Regions from separate parts of the Mus musculus genome. Here region 1 is linked to region 2. The links are chromatin contacts, called in public Hi-C maps. All regions are on one chromosome and are shown on one strand. The core of a region is the stretch at or near the end of the contact, and the rest is flanking DNA. Distances in the headings are between cores, read along the strand shown. Region 1 holds the start of Tbc1d8 (TBC1 domain family, member 8). Region 2 has its middle 15 kb from the start of Lonrf2.

Region 1 (7,630 bases), core at 2,030-4,529, 630 kb before region 2:
TTGTTCTGTGTCTGGAAGGCTGAGCTCCTTAGAGCGCCCTCTGAGTGTTTCTGCCTTCTATTGGCTCCTCTCTGACATAGGTGGTGGTGAAAGGCAGAGGCAGGAGACTCAGAAATGGGAGGAGAGGTAAGCCCCAGGAGCTTCTCTCTGCTCCCCTCGAGTCAAGTTAAAGAGTAAAAAATGTTTTAAATCACGCGTGTCTCTGTGGGTTTGTTCATGGGAGTGCAGTGCCTAGAGGCCAGAAGAGACTGCTGGATCCCTGGAGCTGTCTGAGTGCTGGCAACCAGACAGCAAGAACAGTAGTCTTGCTTCTAACCACTGAGCCACCTTTCCAGCCCCTACTTCTCTTGCTTTTAACATTTGACGGGGAAGCGCTAAATAATTGCAACCTGAGTGACTGTGGATGGGTCAGGAGATTTAACATTCAATCAGAACCACTGATAATTCACTGGGTGTGTGTAGCAGGTCCATCTGTTTTTTGCTGCTATCACAGAATACCACAGAGTGAATAATTTATAAAGACTAGAAATGTGCCTCACAGCTCTAGAGGCCAAGGCAGCCAGGAGCCTTTAGCCTTGACTTTGTGGCAAGCCTATGTGTTTTTTTTTTTTTTTTAAAGCTCTAGTCTAGCAAAAGGTGTTCTCTAGAGCTTTCTCAACCTGTTTCTCCAGCACCTGAAGATTCCATTTGTGCATCCCCATATCTTCAGCCCACGTCAATTTTCTGTGTCTGTTTTCCCATCTGTGAATCTCTAGGGCAGGTGTATAATAGTTTCCACCAAGATTAAAATATTCCATCCTGGGGCTGGTGAGATGGCTCAGTGGGTAAGAGCACCCGACTGCTCTTCCAAAGGTCCGGAGTTCAAATCCCAGCAACCACATGGTGGCTCACAACCATCCGTAACAAGATCTGACGCCCTCTTCTGGTGTGTCTGAAGACAGCTACAGTGTACTTACATATAATAAATAAATCTTTAAAAAAAAAATTCCATCCTACAGGGAAGCTCCTTAAGCAGGAAGGTAAACAAATAGCCTCAGGAAGGCCCTGAAACCGGCTAGAGTCACACCACCCGGTTCCACCCCCACCCCCACCCCCCACCCCTGCCAGCTACCCTTTCCTGCCAGAGTAACAATAAAAGCCAAGAGTCCCTCTCAGATGCAGTAGAGCAAGGCCACAAAGAAGACTCTTAAGCCCAGACCAGCTAGTTCCCTGGAAGAAGCAAAAACCAGCCAGCCCATCTGCCTGGAAGAGTGTAGACCAACCGAGGTACCTAGAAAGGACACTCTCCTGCCCTCAGGCTGTGCACTGTGTTTCTGGTTCCCAGCTTTGTGAGCTGTCACTCATGCTGGTGTGGGTTTTGGTGAGGCAGCTGTCTTTGAGTCATTTCTGGTCTTGTAAGTCACCTCTCACCCATATTCCTGTAAGTAACCCCAAGAAAACTCATTGGTTGACCAGGTTGGACTTTGGTGGCGTCCACACTTTGGTCTGTCATGGGATCGGTATCTGAGGTGAGTAGACATGTGTGTTGCATTTTCCCAGGAAATATCTTGTTACACAAAAGCACTAATATCCAATTCACCTCTATGGTTCTGGCCCGAAGTGCTTCAGAGAGCAAAGGGTGCCTGGGAATGTTTCGTGAAGGAATCTTTTCTTGCCACCCATCCCTGACTCCTCTGACTCTGGTGTGGCTCCAAGCCTGTGATTGTGGCTTATAAACTTCTGTTTTCTTGAGAAGATGGTTGCCTGTGGCTGGCCAGTGTACCAGCTTTCTCAATATCTCTCTTTCTTCTTCTTCTTCTTCTTCTTCTTCTTCTTCTTCTTCTTCTTCTTCTTCTTCTTCCTCTTCTTTCTCTCTGTATTTTTTGATTGGTCTGCAGAGAAATGGGCTTACTTCGTGGTGACATTTGTATACAACATGGCTCTAAAACTTGCTTATTTTCCCCTCCACCGTCCTCCCCATCCCCCAACCTCCCGTCTCACTTTGCTTTCTACAGGGCTACTGTCTGTTGGATCTGACCAGTTTCTGATCCTCCCCCAGGACAGCTTCTACTTTCCAGTTCTGTCCTACTTAACAACCACATTTTGTCCTTTTGTCAAAACCCAGGGACTAAGGGAACCTTTCCCCTCCCTTTGGCTAAGATATCCGATCTAACCACCTCCCCACAGAGAACACGTGGATCCCTTTCCCTCGGCCTTTTTCAAGGACAGCTAACATGTCTACTCTAGCCTAGAGAAAATATTTATTTAAAACCCTGTACTCACATGCCCCGTGGCTTCTCGTTACTATTACCTGCTCCCATGTTCTAGTGGGTTTGTTTTTTTCTTTAATGTTTTCTCAGAATAGACACAAGAGCCTTATTTTTTTCCGGAGAGGACCTGCAGGGGTGAGTCTCATAGTGGTGCCTTCTAGGTCCTATGTCTCTGTAAGACATTCAGTGTTCAGTATGGTCTGCTGCTGGACTCAGGTTTCTGCGTTGCCACCTCTCCTATAGCTTCAGTTGTATCCTTACAAAAGCATGAAAAAATATTCTGTAAGAGAAATAATAAGTGGGGGATGTCAAGAATGACTCCTGCTGCCAGGCCTGATGACCTGAGTTGGATTCCCAGGGTCCACATAATGGAAGCCAAGACTGACTCCTCAAAGTTGTCTTCTGACTTCCACGCGCCAAACTGTCTCTCGTGACCACCCCCTCCAATAAATAAAATGTAATAAAGAAGAAATGTAAATGTTTGAATTAACGGAAAGCAATTTCTCTGACCCTCTCCTTGCTGTATATATGGACTAAAATATGTAGCATTCTGTGTTAATTTAAAAAAAAAATGAAGAGCGCAGCATTAAAAAAAAATCCAGATACAATTGTCTCCAATTTTCAGTGTTAGCTTTTGGTTATTTGAAACTTGAACACACTCCAGTTTACTGGCGTGCATTGTGCTCTTTAAGGTTAAGACTCTGGGTTGGGCAACCTGCAGCTTGGATAACAAGATGTCTTTTCCCCCTAGGTCCTTCCTCCAGCTTTTAAACAAGGAGCGTGGAGACAACTTGCGCAGTTGCTCGCTTCCTACCGGGAAGGAGGGAATTCGAGACTCGTCCGGGACTAGAGGGAGGAGACCTGGCAGTGGCTCCGATTTCCTCCCGCCACTCCGGAACCCTGGCCGGGAGCCGCAGAGACTAGGAAACCAGGGAGGCGCCACTGGAGCCTCGGGGAGGGTGGAGGGCGTGGCTTCGGGGGTGGGCGGGACCGCGGCTGGTGGGCAGGGTCTAGCCGGGGCGGGGCCACGGCAGGCAGCGCGGGGTGAGCCCGGCGAGCTGTGGTCTCCGCGCTCCGGGGCTCGGCAGGCGCTCCCGCTTCTGTCTCCGCGCGCAGTTCCCGCCGCCTCCTTCCAAGCGGGCTCGGCCCGGTGCGGCCGGCTGCTGGGGCGATGTGAACCGGGACCCGCAGGCGCGGCAGGTTCGCCGCGATGTGGCTCAAGCCCGAGGAGGTGCTGCTCAAGAACGCGCTGAAGCTCTGGGTGACCCAGAAGAGCAGCTGCTACTTCGTCTTGCAGCGGCGCCGCGGGCACGGCGAGGGGGGCGGCCGCCTCACCGGTAAGGGGCGCGCGCGGCGGCCCGGCCCGGCCTCTGTCCCTGCCGCCCGGCCGCGTCGCAGGTGGTGTCTCGGTGGCAGCCGACGAGGCCAGGACGGCCCTGCCTATGGCTTGTTTTCCTTTTTCCTGCGTTTCTCACGCGAGCTCCGGTCGGGCTTGGAGCTCAGGGACCCACGGGCCGAGAGAGGCAGGTGCATCTGGTGTGACCTGGCTCGCGAACGCTGGAGACGCAGCTTCTAGAGCTTGCCCCAAGGCAGCGAGATCGGGGCGCCCTAGGGCCCCGCCAGGTGACAGAAGGGTGCGCCCAGGCAGGCCCGGACTTGGCCATCTGGACGCAGCTGTGGCTCCAGGTGGTGTTGCAGCTGCGGACTTCAGGCCAGATCATCGGGAGGTTCTAGAGATCCAGGACTTTCTGGCCCAGGAGGCGGGGGCTGTCTTCGCTTCGAGGGGAAACTGAGGCACTATAGTTGCGTAGCGAAGTTAAGCATGCCGCTTTTGTTTCTCCTTTCAATGTCTTCTGTGGAACGATAGGACAAAAATACGATAGGCTTTGAAGTTGTCTCCAAGCAAGGCATTTTCCCCTTCTAAAAGTTATGGCTCAAAGCTGTTAAGAGATTGGGATCAGCTCGCGTTATTAGCTAGAGCACCTGCTCAATCAGGGAAGGGGAATTGTCGTGTTTTGCCTAGGGGGTTGGAATGATTCCTTTGGTTAAGGAGCCACCTCTGGTAAAAGGGACTTCAGATGATGGTCCTTTCATAACCTTCTACTGAATGTCGCTGAGGGGGTCAACAGACCTAAACGGTGCGCTCGGGTTAATTGCTGGTGACTGTCTGCACCTGGGCCAGTCTGGAGACGGCCCTTTGGGAGCAGAGTCTGGTTGGAGAAATGAGGAATATGCTTCTACCTAAAATCATGTATTTTAGCTTCAGGAAAAGCTAGCAGGTGTAGGGTGGGGTCAGGGTCCACGATGACAACCGAGACTCTCCTGAGAATTCAGTAGTGGGTAGGAGACCACAGGATTCTGGTTGAAAGGGTTAGTAGACAGTGGAACGTTCTGGGCAGCTGAGTGGCCACGAACCCCCCTGAACAGGGACAACTTGTGCAGCAGGTGGGCTTCGTGGGGGTGGGGGGAGAGTTACAGTAGAAGGAAGGGGGCCTTTGAGCCCTTTGTGAGGCCCTGGGTAGCACCATGGAATTTAGTGTTGGACTGGAGAACAAGAACTTGGTAGCATCCTGCAAAGCTCAGTAGAGGCCAAGTGGCCTGAGAGGGCTGTGTATGTACAACACTGGAGACGGTGGCTTAATTGATGGTGGATTAAGTAGAGTATCTGGTGTATTAGTCATCTGTTGCAGAGGGTGACGGTAGGACAGGAGACTTGTAAACTGGGAAATAGGGAAACAGTTTGTCCCCCCCAGACACTTTTGCTGCTGCCCACCCACCCACTTAATCCACTGAGCCTCTGGGGTGTTTGATGGGCTTACTGCCTTGGGAAGGAATCAGTGGGACAGGTAAGTCAGGGCCTGCAGTCTTCAGATTATTCTCCATCCAGCAGGATCCAGATGTGGAGGGCGGAGCTGCCTATCAGTGCTTCGTGAGCTTCAGAGAGTTTATGACTCAGATGTACAGAGATCATTTGTATACGAGTTCAGTGGTGTGTTGTGATAGCCATGGCTTTGGACTTCTCTGGTGTTTCCTTTGTCTCCATCCTGTGAATATGTGGAAACTTCTCTCTTCTCTTGGAGACACAGGTTACAATGTATAATCCAGGCTGGCCACAAATTCTTGTTCCTGTTGCCACAGGCACATGCCACCATGCAAAAAGAGAAATGGAAACAAGGAGAAAGCCTATGGAGAGAAGATACTTTGTTTCTTAGATGCCCTTTGCAGTGTGACTGTTGACCTTTGAACATTTATTGAGCAACCCCACTTCGGGTACTCCCCTTGAGCTGGTCTCCACTCAGCCACACAGGACTGCCACCCAGCAGCTCTGGTCTGGCAATTGTTGGAAAATATGGAAATGCAGTGGGCAGATAATAGCAGTGTGAGAGTTTATGGATGATATTATGTTTAAAGGAAATAATAGGGGCTGAAATGATGAGAGTTGAGGCTGGTTCTAGACTTCTTTTTGCAGAGAAACCAGTAGACTGGTGAACAGGTCAGAGATAAAGAAGAGGGCACAGTAATCTTTTCCTCATATTGTTATGCTAAATTTGTTATTAGATAGTAGGAGTTTAGGCATACAAAAATCCAAAGGTTAAAATAATTTGGATTGCCCATTTTCACAAGCACAAATTTTTTCTGATGAGGGTTATAGTATACCCTCCTGCCTGCTCATTCTCTCTCTCTCTCTCTCTCTCTCTCTCTCTCTCTCTCTCATCCTTCCCTCCCTCTCCCCCCTTCTCCCCTTATACATGCCTCCATTTTTTTCTCCCTAAATTTCTGATTCTCTGACTTAGTTTTAACTTTTGTACTGCTGTGACCAAACACCAGCTGACCAAAGAATGCATTTATTGGGGGCTTTGTCGTTTCAGAGGCTGAGTCCATGACCATCATGGTGGGAGCAAGCAGACAGACATGAGGCAGACATGGCGCTGGAGCAGAGCTCTCATGATGAGATAACTACCTGAGGCAGAGAGGTCGGGGGTGTGTGTGTGTGGGGGGAGACAGAGACAGAGAAACACACAGAGAGAGAGGGGGGGGGGAGGAAAAACTGGGAATGGCTTGAGCTTTCAAAACCTCAAAGCCCTCTCCTAGCGATAAACCTCTTCACCTTTTAATCCTTCCCAAACAGTTCCACCAACTGGCGACCAGGATTTCAAATATACTAGACTGTGGGGGCCGTTTTTATTCAAACCACATTACATTCTCTCATGTAATATGCTTATGTTTCCTCTAGATGTTTTTTTTTTCTTAAAGCATATATATGTGTGTGTGTGTGTGTGTGTGTGTGTATGTATGTATGTATATATATATATATATATATATATATATATATAAAACTGAAGTTACTGATTGCTGTGAGCTGCCATGTGGGTGCTGGGAATCGAACCTGGGTCTTTTGGAAGAACAACCCAGTGCTCTTCACCACTGAGCCATCTCTCCAGCCCCTTCGATAGTTTCCTCAATTAAGTTGCCTGTTTATAAGGGTAGGCGTTTTAGCTTTGATGGTGCTTGGTTCACAATGTAGGCTCAGTGAGCATTGTAAGAGGAATAGGTGAAGAAAACATGTATGTGTGAGCCTTCTCTTTGAGGTGCAAGTTGGGTTCAGGCAGCACTGTGACTGTGACCAAGGCTATTGGACAGGAGCATTCCGTGCCTCTTCTGGGCTCCCTGTTTACCTGTCAGCTGACCACTGTGGGAAGCTGTGATTGGTAGATGGGTGTTGTGCTCCTCTTTATCCTAGTCTGCCTCCTTTATTTTAAGAGCTCCTGCTTTGGGGACTCTGGGAGGGACCATGGCATTGACTTCTCAGGTAGTCAGCAGGGGTGGGTACCCTTACCACCTCCTGAGACCCATTTTTCTTTGAGAGGAGGGGAGGCTAGAATATGAAATCCCGGCTCTGGGAACTTCTGGGTGGCTGCCACGTCAGGGTCAGGTTAGAACATGGTGAGATATTTCCAAAGCTGTGCAGGCAGAAGCGGTTTTGCCTCCCTGGGAAGGAAGGAAGTGTAGGCAGTGTTCACTTGGACACAGTCTACAGCCCATGGGAATATTGCTTATGAAAGTTCAGTCCACCCCGGGAGAACAAAGAGCCGGCATGTGGGAGGCAGTGGACAGACAGAGCATCCACCAACTCCACAACCTCCCCCAGGTCTGTCTGGAACGCTTTAAAGCAGTACGGATGGATGTAACTCTAAAGCTCAGCCATCCTAGACAAGATCTCCCCGCCTCAAAGGTTTTATTTTACTTTTTAGCGTTTGGTTCTATGCATTCCTCTATAACCTTACAATTATTTTCTTAAAGAGCCTAGCTATTATAAACTCACAACTCGAGTAAGTTATTGATGTCTTCTGATTTGCAGAGTGCTGACCGTAGCCCCTGTC
Region 2 (7,200 bases), core at 1,903-4,402:
GGGATGCATAGTAAGCAGAAAAATCAAGCTGCCTTTACAAAGCTTCATGTATGTCTGTCTATGTATGTCCATATGAGATCAGCAAGCCAACAGCTTCCATTCATAGCAAAGACATATAAAATGCATGTGTTACGCAATGGTGTTTCTCCTCTTAAATACTGTGCAGTCCATACAGGTGATTTTATTGTTTCTCCTATTATTGGATTGGCACTCACTAATAACCCCAGCTGTCTTAGTTAGGGTTTTACTACTGTGAACAGACACCATGACCAAGGCAAATCTTATAAAGGACAACATTTAATCGAGTCTGGCTTACTGGTTCAGAGACTCAGTCCATTATCACCAAGGCAGGAGCATGAGAGCATCCAGGCCGGCATGGTGGATAAGAAGCTGAGAGTTCTACATCTTCATCTGAAGGCTGTTAGCAGAATACTGACTTTCAAGCAGCTAGGATGAGGATCTTAAAGCCAATGTCCACAGTGACACACCTACTCCAACAAGGCCACACCCACTCCAACAAGGCCATACCTACTAATAGTGCCCCTCCCTGGCACCAGCCATCTGATTCTGCTTTTGCAATCTTAATGACAGGTGACTTTAAAGCCCCTGTGGGAATTGCATGGGCCTGTGATAACCTTGAGGCACCCAGGTGGGTGCAGCAGTACTGACAAGAAAATGAAAAATGGAAAAAACTGAGAACCAGTCCCGGGTCCAGCAAGGGCTGGCTGTGCAGAGTAGGTGTGAGTAGGACTCCTTTGTGTCTACCTTGTTTCCTTTTTAGCGTACTTGCTGGCTTGCTTGATGATTAAATGGATCTGAAAAATGTAACCAAATTCTACAAGGTCTCTGAAACTGAGGCACAAACTACTTTGCAATGAAATTGTGTTAGGACCTTAAGTGTATTGCGTTCATGCATCCGGTGTCTCACGACTTTATGGGGAAAATTCCTTCTCTGATGCTGTACAGGCTCACATTTGGTCTGTAAAGGTAAAAGAAGGCCATTGGGCTTCATCTGATCCATAGCCTCGTTACTGCTTAGCCAATACTAATCACTACTAATAAGGGCTGCAATCAGCTGCTGCAACCAGCTCTGAGCATGTAGCACAACGAGTGGCTGCTTCACACGGAAAGCTCTGTCCTGTGTACTGTGCATGGGTTCGGTGGTTGGAGGCTCCCCAGAGATGGTTTTTATATTTTCTAAGCCTGTATATTCCACACCTGATTTTTAAAAATTGTCTGACAAAGATCACTTTGTCAAAGGAAATGGGAGCAACTGCAATGATGTTCCCAGCATCCCCCCGCATCGGCCCATTGTCCATCCACTGTTCACCTTTGAAGCTTACAAAATCTTCCACCTCACTTTTGACCATCAATGCGTTTTCCCACAAAGTTTTAGTATAGGAACAACTGTGAAACTAAGAAGCGCCACCAAGGGATTACATCAGAGTCCAATGAGCATTATGCTTAGATCATAAATGGTCCCCAAAACTCATGATGGGTAGACATCAGGGACCACTACAACAGTGTTCAGAGATGGGGTCTTTGAGATGTAATTGGATCACAGCGGCTCAGGTCATACCAATGGATCAATCCATTTAAATACTAATGATTTAAGGGGAAAGCTACCTCTATGTGTGTGTCGCCTCTATGTCTACCCTCACTCCATATTTCTTCTCTCTCTCAGCCTGACTCTGTCTCTCTGTCATTCTGTCTCTTGTTATCTCATTCGTCTCTGTGAATATCTATCTCACTTCTGCCTCTCTTCCCCCACCCCCACCTCCTCTTCTTCTCCTCTTTCCTGATGTCACAGCATGACGATGGGAACAACTTTTCCTTGCCACATATTTCTGTCATGATGGGTTGCCTCACTGCCATGATGACCCCAAACTACAAGGCCAATCAGCTATGGACTGAACCTCCCTTAAGCTTCAAACACAACCTGTCACCCCTGTAAGCTCTCCTCTCACAGCAACAGGAGCCTCCTCGCACACTGGGTCAGTGATTCCTCTGTTCTTTCACCGACTTGACTTGTGAGGAGTCACTTGGCCCTGATGTGCCACATTGGCTTTTCTGCCAGTATAACAATACCACCTGCTAACTTGAGATGCTATCCCATAAGAACTAACAACATTTCCTTAAACTTCAATGTTGAGGAAATGTCACAAGCTAAAAACACTCTCAAGACCTTGGGTGCTTTAGTAAATAACATAGTAAATTCAACAATGACAGGAAAAGACCTTGGTTTTCTTCTCTACTTTGTGGATGACAAGTAGGTACAACTGTGTTCTTAAACACACCTGCTAGGAAAACAGGATGCAATGAATAAAGAACAGTATTCTTGGTATTTCCACCACTTAATGCATTCTTCTAAGCTGGGTATGGTGGCACACACCAGTAGCCCCCACACTTGGGAGGTAGAGACAAGAATACTAAGAGTTCAGAATCATCCACAGTTACATAGATAGTAAGACAGGCTAAGAAGTAGTTTTTTTGAGCAGCTTAATTCAATTGAGGATCTTGATGAACAGATGTTCAGCAACAACTGGCCTCTCATTGAAGCAGTCAGGAGCACTAGGTGCTCCACAGAACAAGAAGAGGAAAAAGAGGGCTGTGGTTTCAAACCGCAACAATGATACATGTATTGTTATTGTTTAAATATTAGCATAGGACCTATCTCACTGAAGAAGTCAAGTCACTGGGTGCTCCACAGACCAGGAAGAGGGAAGAGAAGGCCGGGATATCAAACAGTAACAATGTTACATGTCTTGATGCTGTTTAAGTATTAGCACAGGAACTTCCTTATTAATCACAGAAACTTTGTTACTAATCCATAAAGTCAGTTCACAATTTTCGAAGTGGGACATGTAACACATGACCAGGAGCACCGGGAGGGTCTGTGGTGCAGTGAAAGGAGCTGAAATTAGATGACATAAATATCAGATAAAGAGAAAAAGCTGAGCACAGACCCCCCCTCCCCCGCCATCTCCCTCTATTCTCATTACTTCTTTCACGTCCATCTCTTTCCTTCTTGCCCTCTGATGCAGTAATTCCTCTCATTATCCCATCAACACAATGAGCAAGAACATCAGCTACTGTTGTGTAAAAGGGCACATCAAACCTTGTGATGATATAAAAGCAACAGACACAATGGGACAGAAAGATAATTCCCTAGCAATAAATAACAGAAAATTATCTTTACAGAGCAGCCCAGTAACAAGGCTGTTAGAGGAAGATGATTATCAGATGGACATAGATTCTGAGCATCCACTGAAAACAGACAAAATGAGCCTGAGAAAGGAGACTGTAGTCCTCCAAGCACACCAAGAAGTACGGCACAGGGTGCTCACTCTTGTGGGGATACTCCAGGCTCAAGGGCTTCAGACAGAAGGAGCGACAGGAATGTGAGCAATACATCTGGAAAACTAAAGCGTACCCTGTCTGGTTGGCCCTTTTTCCAGCTCTTGCCAAGCATACAAAGCAAATAACTTTGCTCTTAGTTTGGAGTGGCACCTGGGGTGCCCACAGTGTACAGATGTCACAATGACCTTAAGCAGGAACAAGGAGAATCAGTCCAAGGAGATGAGCCACTTCACCCCTGACTTCAGAGGAAGTCCTTCTTTCTGTCCCACCCTGGAGGGAAGGGCCCCACAGATGGGGAACAATAGCTAAGCCATAGGAAGAGGGACTCCCAAACAGTGATGAATCCGCACAGGATCTAGAAGCAACAGGCACTGTGGCAAAGGCACAATGAGATGGACGTACCATGCTCCCCAGAGTGAGGAACTTAGGTAGCACAAACAGAAAACGACAAACCTGTGCAGTATCCTGGTAGTGTGCTTAAGCAGCGGGTGAATGTGAGGAAGGCTACATGTTGCAGTTGGCAAGGTCCACCATCATTACCTCTCTCCTTTTCCAGGTCCTGAAAGTTCATGGAGTCATTCATTCTCCAGAAACTTTGGGAAACAATCCCTATAGCTATCAAACAGGCCTGAGAACTTTGGCAAAGACTAAGCTTTTGAGATGTTTCTTTACTTTTCCTCTGGTTTTCAGCCTGGACAAGCTTTCTACATTGCTTTAAACAAACCTGGGGACACTTTTATAATCCTATGAATTATCTAAGTTTTCAAATGGAAATCATTGAAATTAATTTGTAATAAAGAAGTCATGTCAATGATTGCAAAGTCCCAAAAGCTAAGAGAGAAGCATGGGGCACCCTGTCCTTCGGAGACAGCCCTCCTGGTTTCCAGACTTAGGCTCCCAGAATGGGGAGAGTTCTGACTTACGTCACCTCGTTTGTGATACTTCCTTATACTACCTTGAGAAACTGACATAGATGTTAAGGAAAGAAAGAAGAGAAAGGGGTACGCTCCTAGTGTATTGATATCTTTATTCTCTATTTATGCTTCCCCTCAAATGTCTCTCTGCATTGGATTTACTACCTGGCATTATTTTTTTTTTCCTCCAAACCCAACCGTATTTTCTGTAGCAGTAGCTGTGCTATCCATAGGCTCCCAACCCCGACCCTGTTGCTATTTGCTTGTCGTCAGCTTAGTGACTCTGTGTTGTTTGTAGAGAACTCAACAACACACCCCACATACACTGTCTTCTACAGCTACCTCTTAAATAGCTAAGAGAGTAAGGGAAGAGAAACATGTATTTACTCCGCAGTTTATATTGATATGATTACCTTTCCTGGCAGTGGGTCCCTGTTTCATCCTGTCTGGAGTCTGTAGAACTCCTTTGCAGCTTTGATAAAGGCATTCTGACCACAGTAGATATCCTTGGGCATTGTTTATCTATGTCTTTGCCTCCCTTGCAGTTTTGTTGGATAAAGGATTTGGGGTTGGCAGCTCATCTTGTTTTCCTTTGAGACCTTTAAGTACATTATCCTATATTCTTTGGCTTCTGTTGTTTGTTGAGATGCTAGCTGGTGATTTTGCTGCGACTTCCTTTCAAGAGATAAGTCCTTCCTCTCTGGCTGCCTTCAGGACCTTCTTCCTGCCTGGCCTTTCAACAGGTTGACTCTGATGTGTGTACTTGTAGGTATCATTATGCATAGCCTACCTACAGCCCTGCGAGCAGCCTGGATTTCTACCCTGAAGATTTTCTTCAGTGTGGACGGGTTTCATTCTCTCTCTCTTCATAGTCACACGCTGTCCTGTCTGTTCTCTGCCCTTCTGCTTCTCCTGTCACATGCACATTAGAACGATTCACAGAGGCCTACGTTCTGAGGTTCCTTTTCTTCACTGGCTTTTCCTCCATTCTTCAAATTCTCTTTTTTGTCAATTCAAATCTATGGTTGAGACTTCATACAAGGGATTCCTTTATTCTGCTTTCCACTGGCCATAAGTGTGTGTATGTGTGTGTGTGTGTGTGTGTGTCCCATCTCCTTACTGAACTCTATACTTCATATATGTTGAGTTTGGGCCAGCGACTCACCTATAGAAGCTACTCTCTTTTCTCATAGCTGTTGTAAAGGAAACGGTGAGAGCCCTCTCCCTCGGTCTTCTGAGACTCTGTAATTCTCACCTCTTAAGAGGAAGTTCTTGCAGTTAGAATGCAAAAGGTTCCCCCATGGACTCCTGTGTTTGAACCCTTATACTATTTGGGGGTGTTATGGAACCATTATGAAGTTGAACCTGGATAGAGGATATGTCACTGGGGATGGGCTGAAGGTTTATAGCCTGGCACCACTTGCTGTCCTCTATCTGTTCCTAGTACGACTATGCAATGTGACTGTCCAGCCTCGTGCTCCTGTCACCACACCTCACTGCTATGCTAGACTGTCTCCCCTTGGAATTGTAGTCCAGAATAAACCTTTTCTCCCTTAATGTATTTTTTGTCCTGGTTATTTTATCACAGCTACAAAAAGTAACCAGGACAGATGTTTGTCAAGCACTTTAAGCTCTCAGTGCCTACAGGTGGCACATCTGTATGATGGACACTCCTTACAATGGACACAGAGAGAGCACTATGGGATACTCATCAACTACAGGGCTGGGGCCAGCCCTCCTCTCTGAAGGCCATAATAGGGAGCCCCTGCTTAGACTCAGTGGCTGTCTTTCCATGCATGGCATTAACTTTCCCAATAAATCCCTACCAAAAGACTTGCCTTAGTGTGCTTCTCAAAACCCAGAGACCTTGAAATGCAATGTTGTTTCTTCTTTCAGATCTATAGCCACAGTTCTCATTAGGACTTGAACACATTTTAAATGACTATTTGGAAATCTTTTCTTGGAAAACCTGACGTAAAATCATGATCGCGGCTGATTTTTCTGTCTACTTTCCGGTTTCCTCAAATCTGTCATCTACTGCTGTTGTTTTGTGTGTGTGTGTGTGTGTGTGTGTGTGTGTGTGTGTGTGTGGTGTTAGAAACTGCTCATTGCATGCTATGCTTATTGCATGCTATAGTGACTGCTGCTATCCCTCCCTATCCTGTGGGGTTTTTTATTGTAATTCATTTAGTGGCTGGCTGAATTATTTTTGTGAGGTCTATTCTACAGAGGCCAGGCTTGGCTTGTTCATGGTCTCTTTAGGATAATGGTGACTTTGGGCAGAGCTCTCTTCCTTTTCTTTACTACGACCAGCTGTTACGCCTCACTAATTGCCAGTTGGTTTCTCTATTGGATTCATCAATGCCTAGTGCACAGATTGCTTCATGGACTGTTCCAATCAATTTTAGGATCCTTTGGAAACACATTTCTTTCAGCCTCATTTTCTTTCAAACTAATTTTTGAAATTAGTTCTGTCTCATTCTGTTCTGTGCCTCTGTGAAAAGAGCTGATCCACAGCTGACCTAAATATGCAGTAAATGTGTCTGCCTCCCCCAGATAACTTTTGCCAAAACTTGCATCATCAGCTTCAATTTTACTCTGTTGCCCATGACATCAGTCTTTCCAGAAGCCTTTGCATCTTCCTATCATGTATGTGTGTGTATGTATATGTGTATATGTGTATATATGTAAGATGTATATATATATACATATATATATATTATATGAATGAGGAGATGTATATGTGTGTATGTATGTATGTATATATATATATGAATGAGCAGGATATATGTGTATAAATATTAAATATAAATTAACATGATATTAGGTATCATATATTTATATTATTATATATGTATATATACATTATATATGCACATATACATACAATATATGTATGCATATATACATACATGTGCTCTCTAGT

Evidence for each region. A called contact is a pair of places that touch in the nucleus more often than the background predicts.
Region 1: a Hi-C map of the G1E-ER4 cell line shows a contact between it and region 2, with 5 times the contacts expected there. The contact joins the promoter of Tbc1d8 here to the enhancer-like site in region 2. A contact is called at or near these places in 3 of 39 promoter capture datasets (the 3T3-L1 cell line, 3T3-L1-derived adipocytes and hippocampal neurons), 1 of 484 Hi-C or Micro-C datasets (the G1E-ER4 cell line) and 1 of 9 other capture datasets (embryonic stem cells).

What each region holds. Positions count from the first base shown.
Region 1 is chr1:39,474,396-39,482,025 of GRCm38.p6, reverse strand. It overlaps Tbc1d8 (TBC1 domain family, member 8), which reads left to right and starts at 3,279. Exons shown (of 20, transcript NM_018775.4): 1 at 3,279-3,586. The coding sequence starts at 3,460.
Region 2 is chr1:38,848,428-38,855,627 of GRCm38.p6, reverse strand. No RefSeq gene overlaps it. Among named protein-coding and RNA genes, the nearest start is that of Lonrf2, 15 kb to the right of the region's middle. Within about 2 kb of position 3,152, at least 2 of the 459 cell types and tissues checked have an H3K27ac peak or open chromatin away from gene starts, as enhancers often do. A contact at or near this core is called in the G1E-ER4 cell line, where this site is marked.